2 separate regions of the Oryctolagus cuniculus genome follow, and region 1 is linked to region 2. A link is a contact called in public Micro-C data. All regions are on one chromosome and are shown on one strand. Each heading gives the region's core, a stretch centred on a gene start, on an enhancer-like site or on the middle of the called end of the contact. The rest is flanking DNA. Distances are from core to core; before and after follow the strand shown. Region 1 holds the start of PRR16 (proline rich 16). Region 2 overlaps HSD17B4 (hydroxysteroid 17-beta dehydrogenase 4).

Region 1 (6,560 bases), core at 781-3,280, 970 kb before region 2:
GCCTGGCAGAACCAGCACCAGGCGTGCAGGGCTCCGGCTGGACTGATGCGCCCGTCATCGCGCGAGCAAGCAGGGCCCGCGGAGGCCACATGGTGACCACCCTCAGCCCAGCCCAGCTGGGGTAGTCGCCCCACCTCCCTAAGCTCCCCACGCGCCTCGCCTCGCCTCGGGAACCCAGCTACCAGGCGCACTCGTGCCAAAAGGAACGTGCCCTTTTTTTTTTTTTTTAACGTCATAATGCCTCAGATGAAAACACAGCCTGCCAGGCACGTCAGACTAAGGGACAACACAGACGGGAGCAGCGTCTCCGGACCCGGCTTCCACGCGGAGCCCCTGCATCCGCCAGCCACTTGTAGGGCGGCCATCCCCAGAAGCCCGGCGGCAGCGCGCACAACCCGGAGGTCTCCGCGTCCCCCCACCTGCCGCTGCCCGACTCCGGTCTGCAGGGCACCCTACAGGGGCGACAGCTGCCACCGGAGAACCCCGGCGACCACCGGGCCGGGTTTTTTATTTTCTTCTTTCTTTTTACAGACCTCAGTTTGGTGACAGATTTGGAGTTCAGTTCCAAGCGGTGACGGGGAGAGGTGGAGGTGGACTGATGGACTCTCGCCTCACTCGACACCGCAGGAGACCCCAGGAACCCCCCACCCCACCCCACCCACCCCCTCCTATGGCTTCAGAAGCCGGGCAATCCCGGCCCTGGACGACGCACGCCCCACACCTCGCTGCCACCCCCGCCTGGGAAGTTCAGCTCCGGCTCCTGCGGCGCCCGGCCGCGGGCTCCCTCCCCGGGCCCGCGGGAGACCCCACCCCTCCTGGCCGCCCCTGCCCCGCCCCGCCGCCCGAGTTACGCAGCCGCAGCCCCGGCACAGTCTCGGCTTCTCTCCCTCGGGATCGCTGGGCCTGGCCGAGGGAGGGAGGCCGAGGTGGGATGGGGGACGGGGACACGAAGCTGGTCCCGGAGCGCCGGGACGCTGTGCCGAGACCCCAGCGCGTGCGCCCTGCACGCGAGCCCTGCCGCCCGGGGTCCCCGCCAAGTAGCGACAGGACGGGGCGAGGCGGGGAGGCCCAGAGTGTCGGCGCGCAGCACTCCGAGGGGCGCAGGGGATGCTGTGGGAACCGCAAAAGTGAGAAAAGTCCCAAAGCCCCTCCACGTCCCCAGGGCCAAGCTCCTCCCGCAGCGGCCCCGGTAGCCCTCGGCCCCGCGGGGCTCTGGGCGCCCGCAGGGAGCGGGGGCGGGCGTCCCCTCGCTGCCCTGGCCCACGGCCCGGAACCCGGCTTCCCCCAGCTGCGGCTCGGGAGCTGCCAGGCAGAGCGCCCTGGCCGGGAGTCCCGGGCAGCGCAGGGCAGGAGAGCGCCGCGCACGCCCGCCGGCTGCGCACGGCTCGGCTGACACACGCCCCCCGCCGCCGGCCCCGTCGAGGAAACACTAGTTGATTTCGCCCTGATTTTTTTTTTTTTTAAGTGCAAGAACAACTCTTTCAAGAGGCCCCCGAGCAAAGAAAAGTCCGCGTGCAGGCGTCTCCGCGGTTCCCCAGAGTTTGCAAACATTGCGCTCCCCAGCCTGGAGAGACCCGGGACCCCCGCGGCGAGGCGCGCCCGGCCCCCAGCCCAGCCCAGCCCGCGCCCCTCACCTCCTTAAGTTCTTTGGCCACGTCCTTCAGGTCCCCCAGGACTAATTCCAGATCCTCCACGATAATCTTGATCTGCTCCTTCACCTTGGTCGTGGAGGCTGCCGGCGGCCCCTCGGCTGGAGAGGACGAGGCGGGGGTCCCCTTGGACTTGGCTGACATTCTCTGGGGGCGCGAGAGGCAGGTCAGCACAGGCGGGCGAGCGGACGCTGCTGCGCGCCCTCGTCGCTGGCGCTGCTCCGGCCGCGGCCGCTCCGGTCCCCCCACATCCTGGGCGCTCCCCGGGCGGCGGCGGGCGGCGGCGCTCGGCGCTCGGCCGCGCGGCCGCACCGCGATGCTGCCATCGACTCGCGAGCCGCGGCGCTCGGCGCGGGGCCGCAGACGGGCGAGCAGCGCGCCTGCGCCTCCGCCCGCCGCCCGCCGCCCGCGCCGCGCACACGCTCGCTCCCCGCCCGCAGAGGGGCGCGCCGGGCCGCCGCGCAGCGTGGCAGCGGCGGTGGCAGCGGCAGCGCCCCGGCGCGCCCTCGGGCCCTCTGCGCCGCGCTGGGCGTCGGGGTTCGGGGCCGCGAGTCCCCGAGCTGCCCGCGCCCTCGCCCGCCCCAGTGCTGGTCTTGGAACGCCCCCTGCACCGCACCGGGGCTTCGGGGCGCCGGCTCACACCTGGCCCGCGTTCCTCCGGCCCCGCCCGCGGGCGGAGACCCGGATCAGTTTGGGGAGAGGCACCGGGAGATTTGGAGTTGGAGGGAAGTGACCCTAATTGCTTGTCCGGGACCACACAGCGTCCGGAGACCTCCCGCGTTTCTCCCACAACCAGCGAGTTCCGCAGACATCGAGCGGGCCGGGGGATGGGGGGAAGGTAGAGACCAGCGCCGCGGCCTGGAGCCAGGCTCTAACCCGCGTTCTCGAGCGAGGACCGAGCAGACGCGTTCGCACCGCGGATGACACCGCGTTCGCGCCCCAAGTCCCCACGCCAGAACCCCCAGAGCCAGTCTGAGTCATCTTGGCTGCGTGCTCGCCAGTGCCAGCTCCTCTGGCCTGGGTGTGTGGTTGGTGGTGGTGTTGCGTGTGTGACCGGCTTTCCTCCCTCCGTGCCCCCCGCGTGGCGTGGAGGCGACACAGAGCCCGCACCGAGCTCCTCCGGAGGGCGCTAACCAGAAGGCTGCCGGTAACTTTCCTCCCACGCCGCTTTGGCCTGGCTGTCAAGTCTCGGGCTCCCAAAACAAACAGGAAACTCCAGAGCGCTCGGTCCAGAAAGACCCAGGGAGCAGAGTTCAAGGGAACCCGCCAGGTCCTGCTGATTGGCTTCATGGCAAGCCCGTGCGCTCCTGGCTCCTGGCGCTGCCGGCTGCTAAGAGCCTGGGCGCCTTGGCGGCCGGGGCGCTTCTTGTCTCTGACACCCCATGAGGCTCACCAAGCTTCCCTCTCTCTCCCCAGTTACTCAATTTTCTAGCCGCCAAGCACTTTCTACTGTGTGATTCCTGACAGACCCTTTGGGAATTGCATTTGGAATATACAAGAAGAAAGGCAACAGTGGGGGGGGGGGATAAAACAAGAGGTGGGTCACAAGGAATACGGCACAGCCCTGAAAAAGCAGAGGACGAAGAGGAAAGGTGGAAAGTAGCTGCTGCTGGAAGAAGTTAAAAAGTAGGGTGAAGAGAAGGCGAAAAGAGAAGAAAGGGTCAGAAAGGCTAAGTAAGTCGTAGGCTTGAGATCTCCCAGGGCAGGGGAATAGATGGCCCAGCCCCTTTGCATCTCTAGAGCTTTATCTTAATCACGGCACGAAATCCTGATCACTCGTGACACTCGTGTCTCACAGCTAAAGAAGGATAAGTGGTCAGAGGGCTCAGCAGCCAGCAAGAAAAAAAAAGAGAAAGTACTTCGCCTCTGGAGCTGAGTTTTCGACCCAGCAGTAGTGTCAGGTAGGTCTGAAAACTGAAAAGTAGAGTGACTTTAGGCATCGGGATTTAAGAGACGAAGGTTACGCCCCTTCAATTCTGAATCTCCTTCCCTAAAGATGAAACAGAAAAACCTGGGCTGTGATAGCCGTCGCTGCTACTGTTTCAAAATTGGGTCCTTCATACTGCCTAACGCACCCCACTCCCTTCCCCATCACAATGTACCCTTGCACAGGGCTGTGCTCCACCTGTCTACATAAAACACGGAGTTGGCTGCAAGGGAGAGTTAACAGCAGTGCTAAGTGTGTTAATGCTCTCTTCGGTCATTAAGGATGGCTGTCAGCAAGTCTTCATAAAGTCTTCCTAGAGAATATTTTATAAAGAGAGCTAAAAGCGAGAAAGGGTTAGAATGTAAAGGATGCATGAATGGCAATCAAATTTACTTACTTGTTTTTGTAGCACCCTTTGGTGAAACTCTTCCATTATTTTGGCTCCCCTTGGCTCTCAAGAGCCTGCATGAAGTTTGAGAGCCAAAATGTAGGGACCACACAGCAAAGCTGACGCCTGATGAAACTGTGGATGAGTCCATCAGCGTGACTGTGTACCAGTGTGGGCTGCGCATGAATGCACACCCAACCACGTTACTTGCAAACTTAGGATAATGCATTATAATTACCGGAGAGTGTTGCTCCTTTACAGAAGGGGTTGCACACCGGAACCATATTCTTTGTTGATTCCTCATTTTCTGAGTTCTGCTGCAGGAACAACTGGGTAATTATAGAAGATCACCTAGTGGTGGTCTCTTCAGGTGCAAACCCTTCTCATTCCTAGTTGAGTGTATGGTGCATGCACATGTGAGTTTCATTCACTGCAACTGATCCTTAAGAACTAACTCCCAAGAGCAGATCCTGATATACTTTTTAAATCTCCAGATGGACAAAATGTTCCCAAGATATTTTGTAGGGAATGGGAGAATGTATCTGCAACCTACGCACCTGACACAGGATTAATATCCAGAATATAAATGGAACAAAAATAATAGAAAAAAAGCAAATCTGATTTCAAAATGGACAATAGACAAAGAAGAATGAAATGCCCAAGAAGTACAAGAAAAAACCATCAACATCACTAATCATCAAGGAAAGGCAAATCAAAACCACAATGAGATACCACCTCATTCCACTTAGACAAGACATGAGAAGTGCTGGTGAGGATGTGGAGAATGGACAGCCTTAGTGGCAATTTAAATTAGCACATTAATTATGGAAAACAGTATAGAGTTTCCTCAGAAAATTAAAAATAGAAGTACCATAAAAGAATACAGAAAAAAGTATAGGAATGAAAACAGGCATCTTGTGATTTGACTGTTGTTTTTAGCCCTTGTTTCAATCTTGTGGAACTGCAGTCTTCCTACTTCTCATGTCTTGAATATTATGATTGATGGTGAATTAAGCCTGTGATTATAGAGTAGACTAAAATTATGTCATTGGAGAAATTAAACAAAAATAAGAAGGAGGGGATTGAGGGAGAGGAGGAGGGAGAGAAGTATGGTTATCTTCTTAGAACTGTCTATACCTATGAAAGCTGTTCTCTTTATATTATCGAAAAACAGAACTACCATATGATCCAGCAATCCCCAAGCAAATAAAATAAATGTTCAAGAGACAGCTGCATCCCAATGTTTGTTGTGGTATTATTCGTGATACTCCAGACATGAAATCAACCCAAATGTTCCTCAAGGGATGAAACAATGTGGTATTTTTGCACTTTGGAATACTATTCATAGATAAAAGGAATGAAATCGTGTAATTTGCAACAATATGAATCAACCTGGAAAATATTAAGTGAAATAAACCAAACGCTGAAGAGCAAACACTGCATCATCTCACTAGTGTTGGAATCTAAAAATGTTGGTATGGGGCCGCTGGCATTTGCCCTAGTGGTTAAGGCACCAGTTGGGTGGCCCACATTCCATATCCGAGTGCCTAGGTTCGAGTCTGGACTCCACAGTTGATTCTAGCTTCTTGCTGAAGAGGACTCCGGGAGCAGGAAATGATGGCTCAAGTCGTTGGGCCTTGTGCCACCCATATGGGTGACCTGGCTTGAGTTCCTGGCTTCTGGCTTTGGCTTAGCCTGGCCCTGATGGTTCTGGGCATTTGAGCACTGAGTCAGCATATGAGAGTCCTCTGTCTGTATCTGGCTCTCAAGTTCAAAAAAATAGTTGATCTTACTGAAGTTGAGAATCGAATAGTGGTCACCAGAGGCTGGGGAGGGGAGAGTAGGAGGGCTAGAGAAAGATGAATCAACAGGTACTAAGTCAAAGTTAGATAGGAGAAATGGGTTGTGGTGTTCAGTTGCCCAGAAGTATGTGACTATAGATAATCATAGTGTACTTTATTTGTCAGAAAGTTAGAAGAAAGGATTTTGAATGTTATCACAATGTTTGAAGAAACTGATGTGTTTACCTTGATTTGAAGAGTATGCAATGTGTACATGCATGAAAACATCACATAGTATCACACAAATATGTATTTGTAAGTGGTCAAACATTTTTTAAAAACAGCTATATTTATTAGAAAGGAGCCTCTCAGTAAATACTTGATATCAGAATGGATGCATAAAATGTTGTGTGTGTGTGTTTGTTAAAATTAATTCAACGAATGTTTTTATAAAGGTTATTCTGGGGGCCAGCACTGTGTTGTAGTGGGTAAAGTCACCCCCTGCAGTGCCAGCATCCCATATGGGCACTGGTTTGTGTCTAGGCTGCTCCACTTCTGATCCAGCTCTCTGGAAAGCAGTGGAAGATGGCCCAAGTCCTTGGGCCCCTGCACCATCGTGGGAGACTCAGAAGAAGCTCCTGGCTCCTGGCTTCGGATTAGCACAGCTCCAGCTATTGAAGCCAATTTGGGAGTGAACCAGCGGATGGAAGATACCTCTCTATCTCTCTCTCTGCCTCTCCCTCTCTCTCTGTATAACTCTGACTTTCAAATAAATACATAAATCTTTTAAAAAAAACGGTTACTCGGCAAAATAA
Region 2 (7,084 bases), core at 3,108-5,607:
AACATGGGTGCAGGGGCCAAAGGACTTGGGCCCTCCCCTGCTGCTTTTCTAGGCCATAGCAGAGCGCTGGATCGGAAGTGGAGCAGCAAGGACTCAAACTGGCACACATATGGGATGCCGGCACTGCAGGAACCAGTTTTACCCGCTATGCCACAGTGCCAGCTCCAGCAGTTTTACTTCTAAGCACACATTCTAGAAAAAACCCTGTTCCCGTGACCCAGGACACATTACCAGAAAGGCAACACTGGGGGCAGGCATTTGGTGTGGCCGTCCAGATGCTGCTTGGAATGCCCACACCCCATAAAGGAGCGCTTGAGTTCCAGCCCCAGCTCTGCTCGCCATTCCAGCTTCCTGCTAACGCACATCCTGAGGGAAAGGAAGTACTGCTCAAGCATGGTGCTCCCTCTCCATCACTACCACAGCTCCAGGAAAACGATCCGTTCCAGGCCCCTGGCTTTGGCCTGGTTCAGCCCCAGCTGTTGTGGGCATCTGGGGAGTGAACCAGTGGGTTTAAGATCAGTCGTGTCTAGAATAGAATGGTAACACTTTTCAGAAAAGTAAGCTAAAAACAAATCCAGACATTCATTAGCAAGGATTAAGTAAATTCACAAACAGGCTATTTTACGGCAGTGAAAATGAATTATGGCAACACAGTAGACATGAGATTGCATAGGAAAAAAAAAAAGCAATTCCCCAAACAAAAACACAGTACATAACAATGCTATGAGGATTAAAAAATAACAGAACCAGCACTATAAGCATAAAACTTCATATTAAAAGTCTATTTATCTCATTTCCTACAACACATTATATAACGTTCAGCTTTCCACAAAGAAACACAAGGCATGCTAAAAGACATGCTAAAAGGTTAGAGAGACAAAGGAACCCTCAGAACCAGATCCAAACATGGCAGAAATCTGCCAATCAGCAGACAGAGAACCTGAATAACTACGATGGAAAAACTGGACCACACATAAGAACAGAATGGGCACTCTGAGAAGAGAGACGGAAAGAGAAAGAATCAAAAACCAACACTAGAAATCAAAACCGCAATAAGAAACATGATCAAAGACAGTCTGAAGACACGTTGAAAGCAAAATCCCTGAACTGAAATGCAGGGAGGAAAATGAACAGAGTGTCCAGGACCTGTGGGCTATAATAAACGACCTAACAGGTGTACAATGGGAATTCCAGAGAAGAAAAGCAGAAGCAATATCTAAAGTGATGATGGCTGAGAGTTATCCAAAATTAACAAGACCACAGATGTAGGAAACTCAGAGGTCACCAAGCAATCATCTCCACCTATGTGTGCCATATCCAAGGTGCAGAAAAAGCTGCGACAAGGAGACAATCTCGGGAGAAGCGGAGGGATAAAAACCTCAGCTACAGAGGAGCAAGCACAGGAGCTGCACCAGACTCCACTTCAGAGCCGCGTAACAGAGGACAGGGAAGCGAACCCATCTCTGCAAAGGGTCAGGGAGAAAAGCCACCGCCCTAGAATTCTGTACCCAGTGATTTTATCCTTCTAAAGCAAAGGCCATGAAGAGAACAGGAAGGCAAGCCACAGGCTGGGCGAAAAGTACTTGCAAAACAAGCACCTGATAAAAGACTAGCTTAAGAAATACACAAAGAACTCTAGACAATAAAAAAAAACCAGCCAAAAACAGCCCCAAGATCTAAAGAGACATTTTTGCCAAAGATAAAAGGCAAACAAACATGGGGAAATGCTTAATACCACATCATTCGGGAACTGCAAACTAAAGCAACCAAGAGGTATCACTACACACCGACCAGAATGACGCCCAAACATTGACGACAAATGCAGCCAAAGCCGAGGCGCAACAGGAATCCGCGTGCTTCGCTCAAGGGAATGCAAAATGGTGCAGCCAACTTTGGAAGAGTCTGGCAGTTTCTTAGAAAGCTACACCAAGTCTTAGCACACCATCCAGCAACCCCTTCTCAAACGAGTTGAAAACCTAATGTTCACACGAAAGCCTGCACATGAACGTCTACAGTAGCTTCATTCAGAACTGCCCAAAACTGGAAGCTATCAAGATTCTCCTCAATAAACAAACTGTGGCACATCCATACCATAGGACTTCCTGAACACCACAAGAAACCGCTCCAACCTCCCCAGGCACTCCAGAGGAACAGGGGAGAGAAACAAGTGAGACCCAGAGGATAATGAAGCTCTCCACAAACAGAAATTTCTGTGCATTTGTGAAAGGCCACACAACTGCACAATACAAATGTGAATCCAAGCATGAACTACAAACTTCGGCTAACAAGAATGGATCAACACCAGTTCATCAGTCTAAGAAATACACCGCCAACGCCGCGGCTCACTAGGCTAATCCTCCGCCTAGCGGCGCCGGCACACCAGGTTCTAGTCCCGGTCGGGGCACCGGATTCTGTCCCGGTTGCCCCTCTTCCAGGCCAGCTCTCTGCTGTGGCCAGGGAGTGCAGTGGAGGATGGCCCAGGTGCTTGGGCCCTGCACCCATGGGAGACCAGGAAAAGTACCTGGCTCCTGCCATCGGATCAGTGCGGTGCGCCGGCCGCAGCGCGCCGGCCGCGGCGGCCATTGGAGGGTGAACCAATGGCAAAGGAAGACCTTTCTCTCTGTCTCTCTCTCTCACTGTCCACTCTGCCTGTCAAAAAAAAAAAAGAAATACACCAAACCCCAGCAAGATGTTAAGAACAGCGGAAACTGGCCGGCGCCGTGTCTCACTAGGCTAATCCTCCGCCTTGCAGCGCCGGCACACCGGGTTCTAGTCCCAGTCGGGGCGCCGGATTCTGTCCCGGTTGCCCCTCTTCCAGGCCAGCCCTCTGCTGTGGCCCAGGAGGGCAGTGGAGGATGGCCCAAGTGCTTGGGCCCTGCACCCCATGGGAGACCAGGAGAAGCACCTGGCTCCTGCCTTCGGATCAGCGCAATGCGCCAGCCGCAGCGGCCATTGGAGGGTGAACCAACGGCAAAGGAAGACCTTTGTCTCTGTCTCTCTCACTGTCCTCCACTCTGCCTGTCAAAAAAAAAAAAAAAAAAAAAAAGAACAGCGGAAACTGAGTGGAGGGTGGCGGTGTATGGGAACTCTGCATTATCTGCCCAGTTTTTCTGTACATCTAACTACTCTACAGAGTCTATTTTCAAAATGGTAATTTTTTTTTTTGGACAGGCAGAGTTAGACAGTGAGAGGGAGAGAGACAGACAGAAAGGTCTTCCTTCCATTGGTTAACCCCCAAAATGGCCACTACAGCCGGTGCGCTGCGCCGTTCCAAAACTAGGAGCCAGGTGCTTCTCCTGGTCTCCCATGCGGATGCAGGGCCCAAGCACTTGGGCCATCCTCCACTGCCTTCCCGGGCCACAGCAGAGAGCTGGACTGGAAGAGGAGCAACCAGGACAGAATCCGGCGCCCCAACTGGGACTAGAACCCGGTATGCTGGTGCCACAGGCAGAGGTTTAGCTAAGTGAGCCGTGGCGCTGGCCAAAATGGTAATCATTATAAACAATAATACTGTTATTATTCTATACTTTCAAATGTGTGTGTGTGTGCGCGCGTGTGCATGTTTGTATGTAGACGAAAAAACAAGAGCTTACTTCAGTGTGGTAAAATGGGTCTTTTTCTCATTTGTGCTTTTTGTAATTTACCACAATAACACAGGTTACACAGAATGTTCTTGAAGTAACAAACCAAATAATTTCTTTTCTTTGTACGTACTCAGAAAACCCACTGCTTTTGCAAAGGCCACCCCCTGCAGCCACGTGGGTCACCGCGTAGAAACGCGTACGCTTGCCTACCTTCAGGCATGACCGTCTGGGTCATCCGCGATCCGGCGTTCGGGGCGATCGTGTTACAGTGAATGTTGCTCTTCCTGCCTTCGATGGCAAGCGTATTTGCCAGGCCCAGAGTGCCCAGCTTGGCAGCGCTGTAATTTGCCTGGCCAAAGTTGCCGTAAATTCCTGAGGCGGATGAAGTCATAATGATCCTGAAATGAAAATCAGTCTCTCGAGGTCAACTTTCCCACTCTCTGACAACGCTGCAACTCTCGCCCCAGTCCGCAGTATGAGATCCTCAAAATCAACTCTGGGTACTGTCACTAGCTTCTCATGGTCATGATGAATATAAAAGTAATCTCTGCAAATTCAACAAGATTCAACGGTTTTGAAAAGAATCTTCCATCAGAACCAAATGAATTTAAGTATAATAAGGTATATTCATTATCTATCAACAACAGCAACATTTAAAGACACAAAACGAACCAGCAATATGTAAGTTGAACTTTCTGCATGAAACATGAGAGCAGGCGTTCCCAGCTCTTCACGCTTCGCCCTTCCACCCCACTCTGTCTGAATCATACTGAGTGACTCATCAAAACAATGCCAGCTCAGCCTGACCCAACCTCGCTCACTCGACTCAGACCAAGGAAAATAAATCATCTCACTTATTCTCAAGAAGTGCCGGAGTGAGGACAAGCTCTAAATCTCTACTGAGAACAGCAGCACAAACAATGTGATTCTAGAGCGGGTATGTGAACCCTCAATTAACAGGGATGACCGGCACCCCCATGCAACAGACCGCATGGAGTAAGTGCCCTAGCACAGCCACACCTGAGTTACTGACAGGAGCACTCGCGAGAAGCCCTACAGCTCTGTGGCTGTTGACAAAGACTAACTCCTGCCTGGCCATTACCAACCAGCAAGAAACAGCCACTCCCAACTGATCACTAGACACACAAAAGGACATTTTGGTTACAGAATCACCCACAGCTGAATCCTCAGTGGCTGCACGACCTTCTTTTTTTATTTTTTTTATTTTTATTTTTTATTTTTTTATTTATTTTTTTTTTTTATTTTTTTTTATTTTTTGACAGGCAGAGTAGACAGTGAGAGAGAGAGAGACAGAGAGAGAAAGGTCTTCCCTTGCCGTTGGTTCACCCTCCAATGGCCGCCGCGGCCAGCGCACTGCGGCCGGCACACCGCGCTGATCCGATGGCAGGAGCCAGGAGCCAGGTGCTTTTCCTGGTCTCCCATGGGGTGCAGGGCCCAAGCACCTGGGCCATCCTCCACTGCACTCCCTGGCCACAGCAGAGGGCTGGCCTGGAAGAGGGGCAACCGGGACAGAATCCGGCGCCCCAACCGGGACTAGAACCCGGTGTGCCGGCGCCGCTAGGCGGAGGATTAGCCTAGTGAGCCGCGGCGCCGGCCATGCACGACCTTCTAAATGCTAGAGAACAGCAGGAAATCATTAAGAATGAAAAGTAGGGGATGAGAAGAAATACAAGGCTACTGAGCTCATCTGTGACTAAATGGCACCAACTTACTGAAAAGCACACATACCAAAACAACATTTTAAAAGCCTGTAAATATCTCATGTTCTCCTCAATGCAAGCAATCCCTCCCTCACTTTGTACAACCCCTCGCTGCAGCGAGCACACACACCATCCTCCACAGCGCCCGACGCAACATGCAACCGCACCTTCCGTAGCGCTGCTTCTTCATGTGGTCCCACGCGGCCCGAGTCACCTGGAAGGAGCCCCGCAGATGAACTCGATGGATTATATCTGAAGCGAGAAGTGAGCCTTAATACACGTCTTGTCAAAAGTTACACGTGTCTAAAAATCAACTTAACCCATGCTTTCCTAATATAAACATGCTCATTTCATACCCAGCATTCAAAATCGCCGATTGTCTCATTCCTTTCTGAGTAACTATTTTCGCTTTTGTTACAATTAGGCGTTACCAGTCAACAGTTCATATCCATACTTAACACAAGTTTCCCTGTAATTTATAAAATTATGGTGATCCTTATTTACATCTCAGTACAATACCATGTCTGATTTATGCTTATTTTACATAAAAACTTGGTACCAACAATATCCAAGAATGTCACATATATAATTGGCACTCAAATCTAACATCAGCCAAAGCATAATCATAAGTGACACCGCTCGTCACCAACAAATATTTATAAAATACTCCATTCCTATTTTTACTAAGGTTTGCAAATGAGTTTGGGAGGTAGAAGAGCACCTGCTTTCAGGGTTTCAATACAGACCACGAGGGAACCCTGTTCAGACAGACATCTCAGGATCTATTTTTATTTAACTGTCAAGGTTTTTATTGTTGTTCTAACCATTCTTACTTATTTCTGTTTCACTCTGGAGTTCTAACAAATATTTTTATGTTTATCATAGAAGAAGAAAGTAGCAATGAAAACAAACACTGAAAACAGAACAGGGCACTCAGGAGTGGTTGACTCAGCAGGACAAAGTCAAGAAAGAAACCCCCCGGTCCCACCACAGCTCCAGGAAATAGCGACACAGGCCGCCTTTGCCAGCATCTTTCCTTGCTTCTTTATTTATTCAAGTCATTACAAACGAAGTGGAAACTAAGAGCTCTCCTTCGTCTGATTCTAAGTCACAAAGATGCTTCGCTTCTTCCACAAGAACTTCTGAAGGCGCTCCCCAGAGGCACAACTACAAACAGTGATGCCAGCGTCGCACCTCTGGTGCCAGGCCGGCCAGTGCCACGGGCACCTCCGTGCACTTGTTTTAATTCTGACGGTCAATGAGTGTAAAGAGAAAAAAGAGCAAATAAAAAAAATTTAACAGTGATGTGTTCACTTTCCAAACTCAGTCTCTATGATGTGCCAGGGGAAGAGGGACTCTTGTCCTCCTTACTAGAAGCTAGGTTTTGTCCAGCGTGTTCTCAGATCTCCATCATCTTTACTGCCCTGCACTGCCTTCCACTTCCTGCTTTTGCTCTGAACAAAGAGCCGCACAGCCGGGGAAGCAAGCGAAAGGCTCGGAGAAGGAAGTGAACACTGCTGGGCAGTGCCAGCATTTATTTATTTCTCCTGAATGGAAACAAACAAAATCCTTGTAGAGACAGACTGCCGAACGATTAATTTTGTTTTTAATTATCGAATGCCAGAAAAAAAGGTTACTTCCAAGTATTCATTGTTTTCCGTACACAGCTTATTCACCTCTTATAGTAGCAGCAGCACAAGTAGGATAGTAAGGTAACTTTTCCTCAAATGTATAAACATATCAAATATTTAAAAAGGCTAAATGGATAAGTCTGTTCTA

What was found. Hi-C and Micro-C count contacts between places; a contact is called where the count stands out from the background.
Region 1: a Micro-C map of ear pinna shows a contact between it and region 2, with 6 times the contacts expected there. The contact joins the promoter of PRR16 here to the enhancer-like site in region 2. A contact is called at or near these places in 3 of 6 Hi-C or Micro-C datasets (ear pinna, skin fibroblasts and an unstated tissue).

What each region holds. Positions count from the first base shown.
Region 1 is chr6:10,329,246-10,335,805 of mOryCun1.1, reverse strand. PRR16 (proline rich 16) reads right to left here and starts at 2,030. Exons shown (of 3, transcript XM_051843344.2): 1 at 1,635-2,030.
Region 2 is chr6:9,359,689-9,366,772 of mOryCun1.1, reverse strand. It overlaps HSD17B4 (hydroxysteroid 17-beta dehydrogenase 4), which reads right to left. Exons shown (of 24, transcript XM_008254935.4): 7 at 5,473-5,557; 8 at 3,795-3,982. Among named protein-coding and RNA genes, the nearest start is that of HSD17B4, 24 kb to the right of the region's middle. Within about 2 kb of position 4,357, at least 2 of the 8 cell types and tissues checked have an H3K27ac peak or open chromatin away from gene starts, as enhancers often do. A contact at or near this core is called in ear pinna, where this site is marked.